Regions from separate parts of the Mus musculus genome. Here regions 2, 3 and 4 are each linked to region 1. A link is a contact called in public HiChIP or PLAC-seq and promoter capture Hi-C data. All regions are on one chromosome and are shown on one strand. The core of a region is the stretch at or near the end of the contact, and the rest is flanking DNA. Distances in the headings are between cores, read along the strand shown. Region 1 holds the start of Tor1a (torsin family 1, member A (torsin A)). Region 2 holds the start of Zdhhc12 (zinc finger, DHHC domain containing 12). Region 3 holds the start of Exosc2 (exosome component 2). Region 4 overlaps Nup188 (nucleoporin 188).

Region 1 (3,314 bases), core at 605-3,104:
CTCTGCCTCCCAAGTGCTGGGATTAAAGGCGTGCGCCACCATGCCTGGCTATGACAACATTTTTGAATCTTCTCCCCAAAGCCATTGAGGAAATGATACTGAGCCCCTATTTTCTCCTCTTCCTCCACCTGACATCCTCTCCATTTCTGTTTTCAAACAGAAGCTTACTATGTAGCCCAGACTAACCTCAAAGGTGTGATCCTCCTGCCTCAGCCTGCTGGGAATACAGGTGTGTAGGAAAACACCCGCTGACCTCAGGCACCAAGATTAAACAACCTGCACAAAGCCACAGTTATGGCCACACAATGCTCAACAGAAAGGGGGTGCACTAACAGACTCGAGGTTGAAGCACCATTCTAAGATAAAGAATGTCCCTGCTCAAGTTAAGTGACAGCCCCTACTGCACAGCTGTAGGGAGGGAGGGACCGAACCTGAATTCAGGTGTGAGCCTGTTATCAGAATTAAACTCCAATAGCAGGTTGCAACAGCTGGGTCAAAGCAAACTTGGCCTCTAGGTTTCCTTTTCACAACAGGGGGCGGGGGGAGGCGACTCCTAAAGACCCTGGAGTTGTTATGTCCCCACTTCCCAGCCAAGTTGTCACCTTACCGAGTCACTTTATGAGTGTCACAGAGGCCACTCATAAAACTTTGGTGGTCTAACTGCTCTATGTATCTCAAACCCTTTGTAACTTACATATCTATCCCCCAGTGCACCCTCGCCACAGCGGGAGTTGTGGGAGTTGGGGTGGAGAGACATAATACAGAACTTCCCACATTCTGGGCAAGTGCTCTATGCCGAGCTACCCCCAGCTCTTGACAGTCCCCTTTAAAACACGGTAGCCTAGCTTCAGCTGTCATTCCTCCAAGGGATATGACCACTTCTGTGCACACCTTTTAAAGAGGAACTGACATACAGAGAGCCATGTTGTGGCTCACTCACTGACGTGGAATTCCCACATCCCACCCCACAACAGAGAAACCCCAATTCCGGGTCATCCGCGAAGGCGGTCAACTTAATGCTCTTGCCTTATACTGTGTGATGTTAGAGGCGTGGGGGAAGTGTAGCGTGGCCACAAACAGGTGTACATAGTCACTGTTCAGTCCGCCCTCGTAAATATTCTCCGCGATGATCTTGCTGGCGAAGTTTTTGCCGGTGCCCGTCCACCCGTGCAGAGAGAGGGTAAGGGGCTTCTTGGGCTTCGGGTTGCTTAGGAAACCAGACACGGCGTTTAGGATGACTTTTTTTGCAAGATGCTGTCCAAAGAGCTTGTTATCCAGATCTTTCTGCAGCGCTGAGAAAGGAAAGATCACTCTGGTCAGGAGAGAAACAAGCTGGCAAAAGGCAGCCCCATTTCCAGGACGTCAGGGCCCGCGGAGCCTGGTTTGGAGAGCGCTGAGGGACCCTGGTGCTGCGAACTCTGCCCTTCCTCGGGGTTGGCCCCAAAGCCAAGCGGAAGAGGTGCCGTGAGGCCGCCCCGGAGAGCTCCGCGCAGGGCTGACACCCTACCCCGGGCCCCGACCACTCATCTCTCAGGCCTCCGGCCAAAGTCTGGCCTGGCAGCGGCGCCATCCCCCTGCCGCAGCATCCCGGACGCCTGGTGCCCGCCTACCCTCCCGGCTGAGGCTCCGCATCTGGCCGCAGCACTCGGCGAAGAGGCAGTAGAGACGAGGGTAGGAGATATAGGTGGTGAGTACGCCGGCCAGGGCCAGACTCAGGCTGATGGGCTCCACCGCACGAACCACGCACGGCGCCAGCAGCAGCAGGGCCAGAGCGGCCCGGCCAAGCTTCATAACCGGACCCGCGCACCTTGCGCGCCCAGCGCCCGCCCAGCGCCCACCGTACCCCGCGCACCGCCCAGACTCGTATTTCCGGTTCCTGCTGGCGGGGCCGCCCTCTTTGTCCGGGGCAGGCAGTCTACCGACGCTAGTGGCTACCATCTTTGTTAAGGGCAAAGTCCCTTCTGCTTCTGAACCTTGATGTTACAGGAATAATATTGAGATTATAGGAATCAGGTGATGATGACTGCTGCCCTATCCCCATCAAGTAACAGTGTTTTAGAACCATTTTTTTTTAATGATGGGCGGAGAGATGGCTCAGCGGTTAAGAGCACTGACTGCTCTCCCAGAGGTTCTGAGTTCAATTCCCAGTAACCACATGGTAGCTCACAACCATCTGTAATGGGATCTGGTGCCCTCTTCTGGTGTGTCTGAAGACAGCGACAGTGTACTGACATACATGAAATAAATAAGTATTAAAAAAGAAATGACGCAGGCACCTGCGTGCATGTGGTGCTCATAAACTCATGTGGGCTTACACACATGCATAAATTAACATGTAAATGAATAAATTTTTAAAAATGAGAGGATAATATAGTGGGTTCCCACATGACCCCCCCCCAACGTGCGTCCCTATCATTAAATCTGACAGGTGCGGTGGGTGGTGTGCACCCTTAACCCCAACACTCTGTATGAGTTGGGGCCAGTCTACAAAGTTTCAAGCAGGTCAAAGCTGCATATTGGATCTTGTCGTTAAAACAAAACAAAACAAAACAGAACAAAACTGACATTTGAGGGCTGGGTATTGTAGCACACACCTTTAATCCCAGCACTCTGGGAAGTAGAGACAGGTGATTGTCTTGGATATCTGAGTTGGAGGCCACCCTGTCCTATACAAGGAATTCCAGGTGCAGTCAGGGCTACAGTGAGAGTCTGACATCTCAAAAAAAAAAAAAAGAGGGATCTGCATCTCATACTTGTTAAAAACCCATGACCAGTATTTTTTTTTAAAGATTTTATTTATTTATGTATGTGAGTATACTGACTTCAGACACACCAGAAGAGGGCATCAGATTTCCACTACAGATGGTTGTGAGCCACCATGTGGTTGCTGGGAATTGAACTCAGGACCTCTGGAAGAGCAGTCAGTGCTCTTAACCACTGAGCCATCTCTCCAGCCCCATGAGCAATATTATTAAATAAAGCCCATAGTTTCTTACCCAGTTTCTTCCTTAGGGAACTGTAGGAATAATGTTATTGTGCACTGTATAAGGATTATCCTTGTATTATTCACATGCTGATTGCTATGCCCTCATATATGGTTGCTATCCTTATTTTGAGAACTGCCTGTCATCAATGTTGTGTAAACATTGCTTCCTAATTATTCAGATTGGTCAATAAAGGGCTGATCAGCCAGTGACAGAACAGGAGAGAGGGAGGAAGTGGGGATTTAGCCATGAGGTGGGAAGTCCAGAAGACATCATAATCATAAAAAACAGCTGGAGCAGAGAAAGCCATAAAATACAACAAGTATCTCA
Region 2 (3,314 bases), core at 418-2,917, 870 kb before region 1:
AGTATGTGTGTATCACCTACCAGCACCAGACAGTGTCTGCAGCGCCGGAGTGGGACGGCCTGAGGAACCATGGCTGCCTGTTCCTCCTTGGGCTCGCCCTGAAAACGAAACAAAGATTATGAGATTGGGGGTTCTCCTACCTTGGGAGGCAGACGATGCTGGGGCCATCTCTCTAGGTGCCACCGGTCCCCATTGTGCAGGACTTGGGGCCCATCTCATGTAGAGGGGACGCATGCACATGGCAGCATACTAGACGTCTGGTGACCTTTGTAAGACAGTTGTCCCCACATGGGTCTTGGGTGATGTCATCATTGTAGGAGCAAAAACACAGGGGTAGGCAAGAGGCTTCATCAAGATGCCCCCACACTGAGTGCAGCTCAGGGCTCAGCATTGAGGTCTCACTCCCCTGTTGGCCTTCGAGGTCCCTGCTTGCTTACCTGAGGCTGGGGCTGAGTAGTCACATAGCCGGGGTCCATGAGTGACACAGCCAGATAAAGCAGCAGGGAGCTTAGCACCAGGAGCAGGAATGTGAGGGGCAGGAGCAGCTCCCCTTGCTCTTCCCATTGGCGTAGCTCTGGGGAGGCCAGAGGACAGTGAGAACCATAGCAAAAGGGAAGGGCAGGAGGCGGTGGGGGTAGAAAGAAAGTAGCTGGAGGTGATATGGAGGCTAGACCTGAGGGAGGCAGGAGGAAGGGGGCTCCCCAGGGGAAGAGTCAGCCCTGGAAGAGGGTGGAGCCAGCCAGGAGCTCCAGCTAGGAAGGTGCCAGCCAGCCTGTTTAAGCCCATGGCAGTGAAGGAGGATTATGGAGAGGAGGGAGGGCTAAGAAGTGATGGACGTGGTGACACCAGACAGCTGAGCGTAGGCAACTCTGGTACCCTTGGGTGAAAGAGAGCCAAGGAGGTTTTGAAGGTGGCTGACTCCTGGTGTGGAAGCCTGAGGACAAAGGGCAAAAGCGATGGAGGAGGGCTACAGAGGAAGCCTCTGGTGGGCTCTGTTCCTTCTGGAAGGGAAACCTAGGAGGGGGCAGGAAGGGGGTGAAGGGAATGATGGGGAAAGGAGATGCTACCAGGCGAAGGTGGGAAACCTGCTCCTCGCTATAGTGGCGTCCCTTGGGGTAGTTAGTCGGCTCATAGGATTTGGGGAGTGGACCGGAAAGCCAAGTCCTTAAGTCTAGCGGATTTCTTAATCTTATTTAGGGAGGGGTTGGGAGGCAATTTCTGGGAAGGACAGGTAGAGCCCAGGGATGGGAGAGATGGGGCCTCTAGTTGGTCCTCTGATGGGCTCTGGTGGTCTTTGGATGGATGGACATCTATCGATGACAGAAAATTACTGGGATTAATTAGGGTCCAACTTGGGAATCAGGCGGAGAGAGGATGATCCCCGGACCGACATAGGAGAAAGACGCTTGAGGAACTGGTGGGAGATAGAAATGGAGATTTCAATGTGTCTGAGGATTAGGGGGACCCCGGTATACCCACGCGTGATCGGGTGGGCTCGGGGTGGCGCGGTGTCCGGCTCACCGGTGTCGTGCAGGAAGAGCACCAGAGTGATTCCCCAGGTCAGCACGGTGTGCCCAGTCCGCACCAGCATCCCAGAGTTAAGCGGCGGCCAAAGAGCCATGGCCTTGGCCCCCGCCCGAGCCCACCCGGAAGAAGCGCGCAGAAGGTGGGGCCGCGGGGCAGCGGGGCTGCAGCAACGCGGGGATTGGTGGCTCTGCATTAGAGGCGGGGCACGGGCGGCTCAGGGAGGCTGTCTATTGGGTGCCACCGGCGGCCCCTCAGGCCAACAGGTGCCCGAGGAGGCTGAAGGCGGGGCCCGCGCGCGCACAGCCTACAACTCCCTAACTCCGCCTCCTGTGGGCCAGGTAACTTTGCAAAACCCGGGAGGCGGAAGCCTCCGAAGACAACCCCACCCCCGCATGCGCATGCGTGCCCATCTTTGATCCCCGGAGGCCACGCGGAGCTTGCTCCCAAGGGGCGATGGGCCGGGCTTGCAGGAGGGCACGCCTTGATGACACACTTTCCTCTTATTCGTTTTCTGATTTTGCAAACGGATGATGGGAAAAAGGAGGGTTCTGGTGCGGAGTCTGGACACGCATGGCCCAGCTTGGAGTCAGAGAAATAATTGTCCGGCCTATGACTCTCGAGGCAAGTTACTGAGCTTCTTTAGGCTACTTTCTGCCTCTTCAATGGGGTTGGTAATAGTACCCGCGTCTTAGACAGGTATTTGTCTCCCCTGCTACCACCACGGCCCAACCAGACTGACTTTCTCTCCTTGTGTTCCTTGAACCTCCCCCATTCAGCTGACTTCCACCTGATGACCCTCTTCTAGCCCAAAGCCCAGTGTGCATGCTCTTGGGATTTGTTTTGGTCAAATAGACATCCCTTTTTCTGAAGAACTGACTTCCTATGGCCAGGGTGGTTATGGAAGGATTGGTTGTCCATCGTGTGTGCGCGCGCACGCACCCGCGCGAGTGTGTATTGGGGGACGGGGGGACGGGGGGCGGTTAGGGCCAATCATACTATTCCATATGAGATTAAACAGAGGCTGGGGATTAACACAATTGGTAGACTGTCTAGCAAGCACTAAAGGCTGGGTTATCGCCCCAGCATGGTATATATGATATGGTGGTACATGCCTGAAATCTCAACAAACTGGTGATAGAGGCAAGAAAATTCAAGGCCATCCTCTATACATGTGGAGGGAGGGGACTAAAGCCAACTAATTGTGTGACATAAAAGCTAGTTCCCAAAGAAGGGGTTGGGCTGTCCACACCTTTTTGTTGTTGTTAAAGATTTATTTATTTGTTTTATGTAAGTACACTGTCACTTAAGATACACTTAAGGGCATCAGATTGCATTACAAATGGTTGTGAGCCACCATGTGGTTGCTGGGAATTGAACTCAGGACCTCTGGAAAAGCAGCCAGTGCTCTTAACCACTGAGCCATCTCTCCAGCCCCTGCCCACACCTTTAATCCAATTCTTTGGGATGTAGAGACAGGCAAAGGGCAGCCTGGTCCACATAATGAGTTCTAGGCCAGCTGTCCATAGAAAAATAAAACAAAAAGATCAAAACAAAGTACACAACCATTTGTGAGTCAGGGAGTGTGTGTGTGTGCAAGCTGATGTGATAGCTGGCTCACAGAAATGAAAGGACAACCCTAGCTGTTGGCTCTCTCCTGCCATGTGGGTTCCAGGGACAGAAATCAGGTCAGCAGGCTTACAGGCTGACTGTGTGTGGATATTTTTCCTGAATGTATATCTGTGCACCATGTTCATGCCTAGTGTTTGCAGAGGTTCTAAGAGTAACCA
Region 3 (3,314 bases), core at 418-2,917, 700 kb after region 1:
GAGAGTTCCCCCCCACACTTTAGTTTTTCAAGACAGGGTTTCTCTGTAGCCTGGCTCTCCTGGAACTCACTCTGTAGACCAGCCTGGCCTCGAACTCAGAAATTCTCCTGCCTCTGCCTCCAAAGTGCTGGGATTAAAGGTGTGTGCCACTACTGTCTGGCATTACTTCAAGAGTTTTATAGAGACATATTTAAGAAAGAACAAGTGAGACACACGTAAAGACAGAATGAGCCAGACGGTTAGATAAGATTGCTAGAGTTAGTTTGAGGCCAAGCAGGAATTTAGAGGCTGAGAGAAAAGACAAATCTAATAAGTGAGCTGGGAAAAGAGTTTGAGACAGAACAACTGAGTTGAATCAGCCAGCCAGAGCTCAGAAAGAACTAGAAAGGGGGAGCTTATTCAGCAGCAATTCAGAGGCTGAAAACATTTTAGGCCTAGATAAGACTGTACAGAGTCTAGAAGCTTCCAGAACTAGACCTAGGTTAGCAAACAAAGACAGTAAACCTCCCAGTCAACAATTACAACAGGAAAATAAAAGTTACATTTATGCCTCCCTACAGACTTGCTTGTCACATGACTGTTTACAACAGTCATCTTTCAGCAGACACATGTCATCACTCAGAAGAGGTCCTTACTAAAGCACATTAGAGCCATAGGGCAGTAGGTGAGGACAGCACCTAAGGGGCTAGAAGACAAGGCCCACGAGGAGCAGTATTCAGAGGGTTCTAGCTTCTCCTCAGATGGTGTTTCCTGTAAATCCCGGTCCTAAATCTATAGTCTACAAAATATTAGATTATAGTGGTTTTGAGTTGGATGCCAAGGTTCATTTCTCAATCTCTAGACTTGCCAACAATAAATAAAATGATGAAATGGAACAGTTTGGGTAAAAACTCATACAGTTTGGTATGGCAGCTTACACCTGTAATCCCAGCTCCTGGGAGGTGGAGGAGGAGGAGTTCAAGGATACCCTGGGTTACACAGCTAGTTTGAGACCAACCTGGATGACATGAGGCACTGTCTTTAAAAAATCCTACACCTGGAATGGAGAGGTGGTTCAGAGGTTGAGAGTACTGGCCACATTTCCAGAGGACTTGGTTTCGTTTCCCAGCACCCACATAATGGCTCACAAACTTCTATAATTCCAGTTACAGGGACTCCAACATCCTCTTTTGTCCTCTTGGGCATCAAACACCACTACCACTACCACTACCACTACCACTACCACTACCACTACCACTACCACTACCACTACCACTACCACTACCACTACCACTACCACTACCACTACCACCACCACCAAACCCACAACCTACACAAACTCACGTAATCGCAGCATTTGGGAGGTGGAGGCATGAACATCTGGACCTCAGCAAGGTTATCCTCAACTATACAGAGTTTGAGGCTAGCCCTACACGGGGTCGTTCCTCTAAAACAAACACAAAACTGACATCCAAACACCAAACCAAACTAATGTCATATTCCCTTACGACATGAGAATTCATCATTCCGCAGGTGCTTTCTTGCCAATAGTAAACATGGCAGCTTGGTGCCCTCACTTCCACGAGTTAACTTAATATTGCCAATACTCAACATGGCTGCCACACTATCCATTCCCATTGGTCGCTTCTCTGAAGGAAGGCGGGAGTTGAGGAGCGGTGTAGAGCTGCGCCTGCGCAAGTCATTGGCGCCAAGATGGCGTTGGAGATGAGGCTCCCTAAAGCTCGCAAACCTCTCAGTGAGAGCTTGGGCCGCGACTCTAAGAAACACTTGGTGGTGCCGGGGGACACGATCACCACGGACACAGGCTTCATGCGGTACGTGAGGATTTGGGGGTCCCAAGGCCTCAGGAGGCGGCTGCAGAGCTCTCTGCACGTGGCCCGCTGTCCCGGAACCCAGGCCTCCTGTCCCGTTGTATCTAAGTCCCCGAGTTACCCGGGACACATCGGAGCATCCATACTAGTTCCCTCCTTTGCGAGCCTCACGCTTCTGACTCCCGGCATCTTGGCTGCACCTTTGTCAGTTCCTGATTCCCTCTTTTGATCTATGGCGTTCGGAACTTTTGGACCCTTATCCTGAAACTCAAGATTCTTGAGCCTTCCTAGGGAGGGAGAACTGGGGAGGGCTGGTTGCAGGGCCCTTCTTACAACCCTCTGAATGGACAGTGGGGTTGGTCATCTCTTTCAGTGTTACCTCAGCGACAAGCCTGACTTGGAAGCAGTAATTTTGGTGGAGCGGGGGTTGAGGCAACATATTGTACCCAACAATACAAATTTAGCACGGAAAGTCACAACATGTGGCAGTTAGGGCTGTCTATGGAGTCGGACATCTGACATTGTTATCCTTAGTTTAGCACCTTGCTAAGGCCGGTATCCTCACCTGGAAGACAGTGGTGACAACAGGAATTGGTAGGTTAGTGAGTATTAACTGAAAAGTGGGGCAGGAGAGCAAAATCCACCATTGTATTACCACCAAAGATAAATCTGCATTAGGTAGCCAGTCTTCCCGATGTCTGTCCGTCCCCCCCCCCCCGTCGTCCCCCCCCCTCACCCCCAACCCTCCAATCTCACTATGTAGCACTGACTGTCCTGGAACTTACTATGTAGACCGCTCTGATTTTGAACTCAAGAGATCCACCTGCTTCTGCCTCCCAAATTCTTTTTTTTTTTTTTTAAGATTTATTTATTTATTATATGTAAGTACACTGTAGCTGTCTTCAGACATACCAGAAGAGGGAGTCAGATCTCATTACGGATGGTTGTGAGCCACCATGTGGTTGCTGGGATTTGAACTCAGGACCTTTGGAAGAGCAGTCGGGTGCTCTTACCTGCTGAGCCATCTCACCAGCCCGCCTCCCAAATTCTTAACTCAAAGGTGTGGCCGTTTGTCCGTTGCACCTAGTTTGTTCTTTCTTCCTCTTTCTTTCTTTTTCTTTCTTCTTTTTTTTTGGTACAAATGAGATTATAGTGTTTATAGTGTTGCCTCTAAGCTTTAAGTTTAAGGTATTAGATGGCAGATATCTTAGGATTCATTCCTTCATAGTTGCAGCATGTGTTCAACATAGCCGGTGTGGTTGGGGTACCAAAGTGAACACCCGTGTCCTGGTGGAGGTTAAGATATAGCAAGGAACAGAAACAGTAAATGCCACAAGAAAATCGTAAATGCAGCGGAAGGGGGAGAACAGGTGTGTAGTTGGGAATGGGGTGGACCAGGAGCAGTTGGGGATCCCTGTGCTGCCTGGGATGTGGAGGTAGGATGTTAGGCAGTGACATTTGAGCACATTACTTTAAGATGGAGACGTCCATGTGACTGTCTGC
Region 4 (3,314 bases), core at 325-2,824, 650 kb before region 1:
GTGTGTGATGTGCATCCTTCCACATAGCTATGTTTAGAGTGCATGGGCCTTTTCTCTTGCTAACTGTCTAGTGTTTCTGTTGCTGTGATGAGCATACAACCAGAGCAACTTGGGGAGGCAAGGGCTGGTTTTCTCTTCCAGTTCATTATCAAAGGAAGTGACACGGAGACCATGGAGAAACTCTGCTTACTGGTTGGCTCCTCTTGGCTTGCTCAGCCTGCATTCTCATACCTGCCCAGGGCTGAGACCACTCACAGTGGGCTGGGCCTTCCAGATCAATTGTTAGTCCAAAAAATGCCTCACAGACTTACCTACGGGCCAGGCTAGAGGGGTATTGTCTCAGTTGAGATGCTTGCTGTATGACTCCAGCTTGTGTCAAGTTGACAGTGTTAGTAGCAGGCACACTAACCCCAAAGGTTTTGTGAGCATGTTCTCTTATGCTAGGACACTCACTGCTTGGTTTCTGAAGGAAAGCCCTGCTGAGGACATGGGAGCATGTGCGCGCAAGTGTGTGCGCGCGCGTGTGTGTGTGTGCGTGTGTGTGTTTATTCTGACTTAATGACTTTTCACCCCTTAAACACTGGAGGTTTCAGGTTTCCTATTTAAACATTTTTCCCACAGAGTCTATGCAGTATGAGATAGGATCCAGCCCTAAAGTGTTCTTCAGAGCACCCATCTTTTTATATACATATAATTCAAATATCAAACTAGAAGAAAAACAGTTTTGCTGTTTTCTGTATGTACATGTTGATACTAGTGAAATATTCCTATATTGTGTTTAGTTTTAGTATTTTTTTTAAGATATATTTATTTCATGTATGTGAATACATGAGTAGCTGTCTTCAGACACACCAGAAGAGGGCATTGGATACCATTACAGATGGTTGTGAGCCTCCATGTTGTTGCTGGGATTTGAACTTAGGACTTCTGGAAGAGTGGTCAGTGCTTTTAACCACTGAGCCATCTCTCAAGCCCAAGTTTTTTTGTTTTGTTTTGTTTTTTTGTTTGTTTGTTTTTTTTTTTTTTTTTTGAGACAGGGTTTCTCTGTATAGCCCTGGCTGTCCTGGAACTCAGTTTGTAGACCAGGCTGGCCTCAAACTCTGAAATCCACCTGCCTCTGCCTCCCGAGTTCTGGGATTAAAGGCGTGCGCCACCATGCCCAGCTCAAGCCCAAGTTTTAGCACTTCAAATTTGATTTAAAATCTTTTTTGGATGGGTTGTTTTATGTGTGTGTGTGTGTGTGTGTGTGTGTGTGTGTGTGTGTGTGTGTGTGTGTGTGTTGAGACAGTGTCTGTTTGTTTACATAGCCCTAGCTATCATAGAACTTACACTATAGACCAGGCTGGCCTCAAACTCAGAGATCCTATAGACCCTCCCTCCTGAGTGCTAGAAGTTAAAGGTGTGCACCAAAGTGCCCTCCTCAGTTTTAGTGTTCACACAAGTCCTTGTAGAAATCACGGACGGAATAATGCACATTTTCTTCTGATACTGTCAGATGTGCTTTCTATACGCTCCCTGGAAGCTCCACCTTGTGGAGAGACTTTGGGGATTGTTTGCTTAGTGATGTCAGAGTTAAAGTAAGTGAAAGTCCATTGCTGATTACACTGACTTCCTGCCCAAGTCATGTGTGGCCCATGAACTGATGTGCAGTGTGGGTTTGGAGGGTCACCTCTGCTCCAGTGCTGTAGTTTATCTCGGGTGACACACCAAAAAGGAGATGGGTCTCACTTGTCACCATTACACATTATTTGGTGTCATATTATAAATCAGACTTAAAAGTTAATAGGTTTGCCGGGCATGGTGGCACATGCCTTTAATCCCAGCACTTGGGAGGCAGAGGCAGGCGGATTTCTGAGTTCAAGGCCAGCCTGGTCTACAGAGTGAGTTCCAGGACAGCCAGGGCTACACAGAGAAACCCTGTCTCAAAAACAAACAAACAAACAAACAAAAAAAGTTAGTAGGCTCAAAGATGTAGAAAATAGATAATCCTTCTAATGACCTGTTTTGTGTGAATGGTTGTTAAGATTTAAATTGGGCTGACAGTGGTAGAGACAGAGACAGGCAGAGTACAAGACCAACCTGGTCTACACAGCAAGTTCTAGGATAGCCAGGGTTAAATATTGAGACCCTGTCTCAAAAGGACGAAGACTGGATTAGCAAGCTGCATGAAAAGGACCACCATCATAGGATCACCATCTGCACTACAGTGGGAATTCTGTCAGACACTGTTGACTCTGTACATTGCTTGCTCTACCCAGTAGAGTCTTGTTGCTTCTTCCACTCCGTCTCAGTGGAATAGTATTCTTTATACAGAGAGCAGTGGTCCAGTGTACAGCTGTGGTGAGAACAGCTTGTACAGCAATGTAGACGGCTAAGATTTGGAAAGACTCAAACATTATTTTGCCAGTTTAGTTCTCCTCGCTTTTAGAATATTCCACAAAGCTAAGTCAAAATGGTAGTCTTTATGGTCTGCCTTAAAATATTTAAAGATCGCCGGGCAGTGGTGGTACACGCCTTTAATCCCACCACTCCGGACGCAGAGGCAGGCAGATTTCTGAGTTCAAGGCCAACCTGGTCTACAGAGTGAGTTCCAGGACAGCCAGAGCTACACAGAGAAACCCTGTCTCAAAAAAAAAAAAAAATTGAAAGATGAACGTGCTCTGTAAACCTTCCTGGCACCAGGGTGATGACTGCTTGGCTAACCATACGTGCCACTTTTGCAGAGCATACTTCAGTACTACAGAGAAAGGGGCATAGCCTACTGTCCTGGCTGTGTGCCCTCTGCTGCTGTCTCCTACAAGGACCAGCAACTACCTCGCTCATCCCTTTGGTCCTCTGCAATCATTATGCATCAGCGTCAGGCCTTCATACATAATACTGCATTGAACATGTGAACTCTTAGGAACTAGCGTGTCATTTTCATAACCACAGTCCTCAACAAGAGATGGTTGGGAAAAGGCTGTGTATAAAATAAAAGTTTTCGAGTGGATATTTGAGAGGTAAATGAACATGTGCTATATGTGTAAAGAGGAATGCCACTCCATCTTAAAGAGAAACTGTTATCTTAGAGCATGCTGTGTTGATAGCTTGTAGTCTCATATAGATTATGTCACATATAAACCCTGCAGGTGGCTTGCCAGTCACAAAAACACAAACTGTTTTTTGGTTTTGAGACTAGTCTTAACTTTGTAGCCCACACTAGCTTTCACCTCAGCCTCCCAAGTGAGCACTGGGATTAAATGGGAACCAGCCCTACAGCACACAGTTCTGTTAATAATACGAGAAATTTGATGTTAAGTGTATTTGAAACCAGG

The links. Promoter capture Hi-C pulls out the DNA fragments that hold promoters and counts their contacts. HiChIP or PLAC-seq counts read pairs in DNA pulled down with a chosen protein or histone mark.
Region 2: a promoter capture Hi-C map of liver shows a contact between it and region 1, with 2.5 times the contacts expected there. The contact joins the promoter of Zdhhc12 here to the promoter of Tor1a in region 1. A contact is called at or near these places in 2 of 39 promoter capture datasets (both in liver), 1 of 484 Hi-C or Micro-C datasets (B cells), 1 of 115 datasets of contacts at active chromatin or transcription factors (embryonic forebrain) and 2 of 9 other capture datasets (adipose tissue and liver).
Region 3: a contact with region 1 is called in a promoter capture Hi-C map of hippocampal neurons, with 2.1 times the contacts expected there. The contact joins the promoter of Exosc2 here to the promoter of Tor1a in region 1. A contact is called at or near these places in 3 of 39 promoter capture datasets (erythroid cells, hippocampal neurons and pre-B cells) and 1 of 115 datasets of contacts at active chromatin or transcription factors (bone marrow-derived macrophages).
Region 4: a contact with region 1 is called in an HNF4G HiChIP or PLAC-seq map of pancreatic cancer cells. The contact joins the enhancer-like site here to the promoter of Tor1a in region 1. A contact is called at or near these places in 7 of 39 promoter capture datasets (cranial neural crest, frontonasal cranial neural crest, hippocampal neurons and 3 more), 5 of 115 datasets of contacts at active chromatin or transcription factors (embryonic forebrain, embryonic midbrain, large pre-B cells and 2 more) and 3 of 9 other capture datasets (adipose tissue, liver and pancreatic islet).

The regions. Positions count from the first base shown.
Region 1 is chr2:30,966,064-30,969,377 of GRCm38.p6, forward strand. It overlaps Tor1a (torsin family 1, member A (torsin A)), which reads right to left and starts at 1,855. Exons shown (of 5, transcript NM_144884.2): 1 at 1,611-1,855; 2 at 1,027-1,292. The coding sequence starts at 1,791.
Region 2 is chr2:30,091,968-30,095,281 of GRCm38.p6, forward strand. It overlaps Zdhhc12 (zinc finger, DHHC domain containing 12), which reads right to left and starts at 1,668. Exons shown (of 5, transcript NM_001037762.1): 1 at 1,522-1,668; 2 at 438-574; 3 at 21-98. The coding sequence starts at 1,621.
Region 3 is chr2:31,669,048-31,672,361 of GRCm38.p6, forward strand. Exosc2 (exosome component 2) reads left to right here and starts at 1,668. Exons shown (of 9, transcript NM_144886.3): 1 at 1,668-1,814. The coding sequence starts at 1,693.
Region 4 is chr2:30,317,882-30,321,195 of GRCm38.p6, forward strand. The region is part of intron 15 of Nup188 (nucleoporin 188); the gene reads left to right. Among named protein-coding and RNA genes, the nearest start is that of Gm39780, 21 kb to the left of the region's middle. Within about 2 kb of position 1,575, at least 8 of the 459 cell types and tissues checked have an H3K27ac peak or open chromatin away from gene starts, as enhancers often do. A contact at or near this core is called in pancreatic cancer cells, where this site is marked.